2 separate regions of the Mus musculus genome follow, and region 1 is linked to region 2. The links are chromatin contacts, called in public HiChIP or PLAC-seq maps. All regions are on one chromosome and are shown on one strand. Each heading gives the region's core, a stretch centred on a gene start, on an enhancer-like site or on the middle of the called end of the contact. The rest is flanking DNA. Distances are from core to core; before and after follow the strand shown. Region 1 has its middle 40 kb from the start of Swap70. Region 2 holds the start of Wee1 (WEE 1 homolog 1 (S. pombe)).

The links. HiChIP or PLAC-seq counts read pairs in DNA pulled down with a chosen protein or histone mark.
Region 1: an H3K27ac HiChIP or PLAC-seq map of embryonic stem cells shows a contact between it and region 2, with 10 read pairs. The contact joins the enhancer-like site here to the promoter of Wee1 in region 2. A contact is called at or near these places in 4 of 115 datasets of contacts at active chromatin or transcription factors (the SCID.adh cell line, embryonic stem cells and heart atrium) and 3 of 9 other capture datasets (adipose tissue, liver and pancreatic islet).

What each region holds. Positions count from the first base shown.
Region 1 is chr7:110,180,253-110,183,242 of GRCm38.p6, reverse strand. No RefSeq gene overlaps it. Among named protein-coding and RNA genes, the nearest start is that of Swap70, 40 kb to the left of the region's middle. Within about 2 kb of position 1,477, at least 39 of the 459 cell types and tissues checked have an H3K27ac peak or open chromatin away from gene starts, as enhancers often do. A contact at or near this core is called in the SCID.adh cell line and embryonic stem cells, where this site is marked.
Region 2 is chr7:110,120,760-110,123,902 of GRCm38.p6, reverse strand. Wee1 (WEE 1 homolog 1 (S. pombe)) reads right to left here and starts at 1,844. Exons shown (of 11, transcript NM_009516.3): 1 at 978-1,844. The coding sequence starts at 1,553.

The DNA of each region.
Region 1 (2,990 bases), core at 228-2,727, 60 kb before region 2:
TATGAGGCCAAAACAACTGTAACTCCATCCCCAAGGGCTCCAGGGCCTCCTCCTGCCACCTTGAGCACACAAGAGTGCACAGTCACACACACAGGCACTCCAAGCAGACACACACACATACAAATAAATAGATATAAAAACAATCTTGGGCTGGTGAAATGTCACCAAACTTGACAACCCAAATTTAATCCCTAGTACCCACCTTCACATACAAGCCTTGAAGAATGAATACACATGCATAGGGCGCGTGGACACACACATACACACACATACTCGAGAATTGATTAATTAAATTAATAAAATTTATTTTTATATTTGGTTGGTTGGTAGCTTTTTAAAGGCAGGGTTTCTCTGTGTAGCCCTGGCTGTCCTGGAACTCACTTTGTAGATCAGACTGGCCACTTACTCACAGAGGATCCACATGCCTCTACCTCTTGTGTGCTGGAATTAAAGGTGTGCTCTACCACTGGCAACATTTTTTTAGGTATACTTATTCAGTTTTGTATGTGTGAGTGTTCTGCCCACATGTATGGCTATGCACCATGTGTCCCTGGTGCCTGCAGCAATCAGAGGAGGACATAGGATCTCTGGAACTGGAGTCACAGAGGGTTGAGAGCCACCATATCCATCCTGGGTCGTCTACAAGAGCAGAATGCACTCCTAACTGCTGAGCCCTCTCTCCAGCACCTTAATTTAAAGTTTTAACTCAGCTGGCTCAGTGGCACAACAACCCTTACTCAGCTTTTCAAGGCTGGAGTTCAATCCTCAGCACCACAAAAGCAAATTAAAATGTGTGGCTCCCAAGTTCCAGCAAAAGGAAGGAGGTACAGACCCACAGCAGCGCAGCGTCTGAGGCAAGCCTTCCACATTCCTCACAACGTATACTTTCCCTTTGGAAAGAGACTAAGGCAACTGGGGACTCAGGTGAGTTAAGAAGCAGAAGACAGAACGGTGGGGCAAATTCAGATAAGAGAAACCACATAAGAGAAACAGTCAGTCAGTAAAAGCGTGGAGAAGTGTGAAGAGCCAGGTATTGTGGGGGATTGTGGGGGTGAATTTAGAAGAAACGGTAAAAAGAGCAATATTTGGGAGAAAAAAAGCATTTTCCCCTCCTAGCCTTAAAGAACCATAGAGACCTTTTTATCCTCAGGCTAGTGGGATTCCTCCTGCTCTACAGAGCTAGGGGGCTCCAGCTATTTTAGTTCGTAAACATAATAGGCTCATGCCTGTCATAGCACGTGTGGGTAGAGACAGGAAGATTTGGAGGTCAATCTCAGCCTTGGTGATGTAGAGTTCTAGGCCAGTGTGGATTGCGAGAAACGTTCTCAAAACAAACAAACAACAAAACCAAACAGACAAATAACAACAACTAACCTCTGCTCAGAATCTTCCCGTTCTTTTCACCCCAGGCTGAAGCCAGAGCTGGCCCTCACTTTCCCTGGTTTACCGCCTAGCCCTTTCCCCTCCCCCTCTAGCTCCAGGCCGACTGGCCTTACTGAACTCCTTTCCCAGATCTCCCCGTATGAAAACCAGACAGGTTTGCTTTACCCTTGAAGTTTTTGTCTGGAAGTTCTTCCCCAGGTGTCCACACGACCATCTTACCCCTCCCTTCTCCGCTCAAGGGCATCTGTTGGTGCGCATGCTCAGACCTCACCCTCACTATCTAGCTCTCTCTGCTGTTGTCAGCATGAACCTCAATTCCCCACGTACATCATATTTTAATTATTAGGGGTGGGGGTTCTTTATTTCGTTTTGGACTTAGGTCTCAGGTAGCCAAGGCTAGCCTTGAAGTCCTGCCTCCATCTCTGAGTCACTACACCTGACTCTTCCTTATGCATTCCACTAACTGCTGCATAGCTCTTGTCACTAGCTGTTCTTGTCATATTTAAAACTGGGGTGGAGGGGGGCCGTGGTGGTGTGGTACCTTGTAGTTCCGGTGGATGTTCAAGGTCATAGGGAGCTCAAGGTTAGATCTGGATGTATTAAACTATGTTTAAAAACAAAAAATGCCAGGCAGTGTTGGCATACTCCTTTAAGCTAGGGACTAGGGAGGCAGAGGGTGGTGCATCTCTAAGTTTGAGGCCAGCCTGTTCTACAGAGTGAGTTCCAGGACAGCCAGGGCTACACAGAAGGAAAAAAAAAAAAAAAAAAGTAGGGAGGCCAGAGAGATGGCTCAGCAGTTAAGAGTACTGGCTGCTTGTCAGAGAACTGGGGGTCAGTTCCCTACACCCACACCAAGGCCCTCTGCCCTCTTCTGCCCTCCAAGGCACTACAAGCTTGTGGTACACTTAATACACACAAGCAAAACACTCAAACACATAAAAAATAAAAATAAAAAATAAGAGGAAGGGGTGTGGAGCTAAGAAGAAGGCCTAGCTGTTAGGAGCACTTGTGCTCCCAGGGGACCTGCATCAGTTCCCAGCATGCACACATCAGGTGACTCATGAGTGCCTGGAACTCCAGCTCCAGGAAGTCTGACCCACTCTTGTGCACAGACATGCATGAAGCTAAAAATAAAACTTAAAAAAAGAAAGGAAGAAAGAAAGAAAGAGAGAGAGAGAGAGAGAAAGGAAGGAAGGAAGGAAGGAAGGAAGAAGAAAAAGGAAGGAAGAAAGAAAGAAAGAAAGAAAGAAAGAAAGAAAGAAAGACAAGACAAGAGGTTTGTTTTGTTTGTTTGATTTTGGTTTTTTGAGACATGATTTCTCTGTGTAGCCCTGGCTGTCCTGGCACTCACGAGACCAGGCTGGCCTCGAACTCAGAAATCTGCCTATCTCTGCCTCCCAAGTGCTGGGATTAAAAGCATGTGCCACCACTGCCCGGTGTTTTGTTTTGTTTTGTTTTGTTTTGTTTTGTTTTGTTTTGTTTTAAACAATAAGAGTTTTTGTCCACAAACTTCTTTTAAGGAGAGACCAAAGGACACTATTTAGTCTGACTCCCAACTCTAGCCCTCCTGCCTCTGTCTCCTCATCATTAAGGGATAGGCACTTACT
Region 2 (3,143 bases), core at 595-3,094:
TAAGACTAAAGTTGCATGGAAATCAATAGATTCCCTTTAAAAGGCTTATGTCGAGGGGCATGGTAGGGCGCCTTTAGTTCCAGCACTCGGGAGGCAGAGACAGGAGGATCTCTGAGTTCCTAGTTCCTACAAAGTAGGTTCCAGAACAGCCAAGGTTACACAGAGAAACGTTCTCTCAAAAAAGGGGGGCTTATTTCCCGTGTTAAACTTACAGGTACCATGCCTGTCTTTATTTTGGAAATTGTCTACTCTTAATGTTTTTGTGACTTCTCAAGTATTACCATGACAGTATGCATATTCACCGGCTATTCCAAACGGGTTCTGAACACACTCTGCTTTAAGACACATTAGTTTTGACACACAGACCAACAAAACGGCAGGGGAAACTCCAGAATAAACACAAAGCTTCCGTAATACTAAATCCCGAAAGACAATCAAAAGCAACCTGGAATATCCATGAGTTCACGACGGTAAACACAGAGACTCAAAAGGACGCGCAGAATCTCTAATGCCATATCACATGGAACCACAAGTCCAGGGGGTTGGAACAAACCCTTTAATAAACCTAACTCCTTCCATCCGTGCCCCCCAAATTACAGGCCCGGACACCGGATTTAACAGGCACCATATGGCTCGGAGTGTCAGGTGGCCAGCAGCAATCCGGCACCCTGGCACACCGGACCACCGAGACCCAATACTCAACCACCTGGACAGCGGGGACCAGGCCCTTTGTAAAGTGGAGTAGTTACAGACCAGGCCCATTGTTCAGTTACATAATCTTAACCGACAACTTCTAGGCAGAGCCAAAAAGGGGGGCTGCCAACTTTTTTTTTTTTTTTGAGTGGCGGCGCAGGACAGCGAGCGGGGTGCGGCGGGGCGGTTATGTAACCGAACCCGGGCAGTGGCGCGCAGGGCTGCAGCGCCGCGGCCTTTTTTTTTAAAGGCCCTGGAGCCGGCTCCTCCGCCCCCTCCATTACCTTGGGAGTGTGCGGCGTGTCGAACAGGCGCAGCTTGCGGAAGGTCTTGTGCGGAGGGGTGCTCGGGTAGTCGGGCTGCGGCGAGCAGGGGTCGTCCATGGCTCGCGGAGCCCCGCAACCCTGCGGGGAGGCATCCCCTGGGCCGCCGCAGCGCACTGGCGAGAACGGGCTGCTCAGAAAGTAGGCGGTCGAAGGTGATTTGACGGGCGACGAGGAGCCGAAACCCTCCTCCTCCCAAGAGTCGCCCTCGGCGCCTCCACCCGCCGCTTGCGCGCCTCCGCCGCCGCCCTGCAGCAGCAAGTCGTCCTCCAGCTCTCCCGGGCTGCTGGGCTCCGCGCCGGGCGAGCGACGGCGGCGCTCGGCCTCGGCCTCGGCAGGGCTGCGTGCAGAAGGCAGGGGCGAATCCGGTTCCTGGAAGGCCGAGTCCTCCCCCGTACTGTGGCCGCTGCCTTCCTCCTCCTCCTCCTCCTCTTCCTCACAGTCGCTGCCCGGCGAGAAGATGAGCTTCTGCCGCAGACTGTAAGCGGCTCCTACGCGGCGGGTGGGCGGCGGCTGCTGTCGGCTCAGGAAGCTCATTTCCCGGCTGCAGTCACGGCGGAGCACGGGAGAACACAGGACCGGCGAGCAGAGGCCGGCGGCGTCCAGGTCGCGGCTGGCACAGGGGGCGGGTCCGCCACGTGCGATCGGGCGCGCCGGGCTGAGGCTGCAGCGGGCCTGCGCGGCGGCAACTCCGAGGCCCGTCAAGCTCACGACGGGGCGACGGCGACGGCTGCGGCGCGGGATGTCCAGCGGAGACTGGCCGGTCCAGTGCTGGCGAAAGGCTCCGCAAGTTCGTCCGCAAGTTCGGGTTCCGCGGCTTCCCGCGACCGTTAACCACGTGAGGGCCCAGCCCACCAATCCCCGCCCAGCCCCGGTTTGAAAAAACAGGGAGGGCGCGACGTAGCCCACGGGGGAGGAACCAGCTACGCGATTTTGGCGGGAACTCGCTGACTCCGCCCCACAGCCTAGGCGCGCCGCCAGTCGTGGGCGGGTCGCGGCATCCCGGGCCAATGAGTGGGCCTGGATTGCACAGAACCCCACCCAGAGTCTATGTTTAGAGGACCGGAGCCTGCCGGGAGCCGCCCTGCGAGGAGGGGCGAGAGGACGGCGGCTACTGCCCAGTGCTGGCCTTGGGTCGGCCTCCCTGTCTCCGGGTTCAGAAGCATCCGGACACCGTGCAGCCTTTGGGGACGCCTAGAAGCCTGGTCCAACCCCAGGTTCTGAGGCCCGACCCCTGGGGCGTTCTGGGCGTGGCTGTGTCCAGTCACGTTCTATAGTCGCGGTCCGAGCCGGAAACAGTGACCGAGCTCTGGACCTTGCCCAGCGCGAAACTCAGATAATGAGCTGCAGGACTAGGACACAGAGGTGGCCTCTCACACAGTCTTGTGTCCCTCACAGCCAGACTTATCCGTGATAATTGGTCCTGCCACAAGCCCGAATGCCTGACCTGCAACCGTGGTGTTTATATTTGTTCGCTTACACGTGAGAGTGCGCTAGCCAAACTGATTGGTCCCGGGAGAGAAAAAAAACAAAACAAAACTGAAGTGTAACAGAGGTGAGTGCTGGCGCACACACCTGTGATTCAAACAGTCTGGAAGCTGAGGCAGGAGGACCAGAAGTTTAAAACCCCTTTGCTCTGTAGTGGTCCTGTCTCATAATTTCCAGGAAAAAATAAGTTTCCACAACCTTCTCAACCGTAACTTAAATCTGTTTACAACAAGTGTGTTCCTATTTTGTATGCTATGATCAATCATTTCTCCTTGTTACGGTTTTGTTTTTTTTTTTTTTAGCATTCTCTGCTGGAGTGGGAATTACTGAGGCCAGACTGTCATACAGAAAAGTAGGTTTCTTTTTCACTAGGAAATTAGAACCCACTTTTGGGGAACTGAGGCCATCAGTAGAAAGCTTGATGTTTTTTAATGTAGATTCACATTATCTGGATAATAGCCTATTATACTCTTCTGTTGTCATTTACTGTAGTTAGGAGTACTAATGTGTGTGTGAGCTTTTTTTAACACTTCAAAGGCTGAAAAGTCAAACTGATTTTTGTTTTTGAGACCTGCCTTTGCCGTGTAGCCCGATTATTTGAACCACCTCCAGAGTGCTGGGATTATAGACCTGTGCACC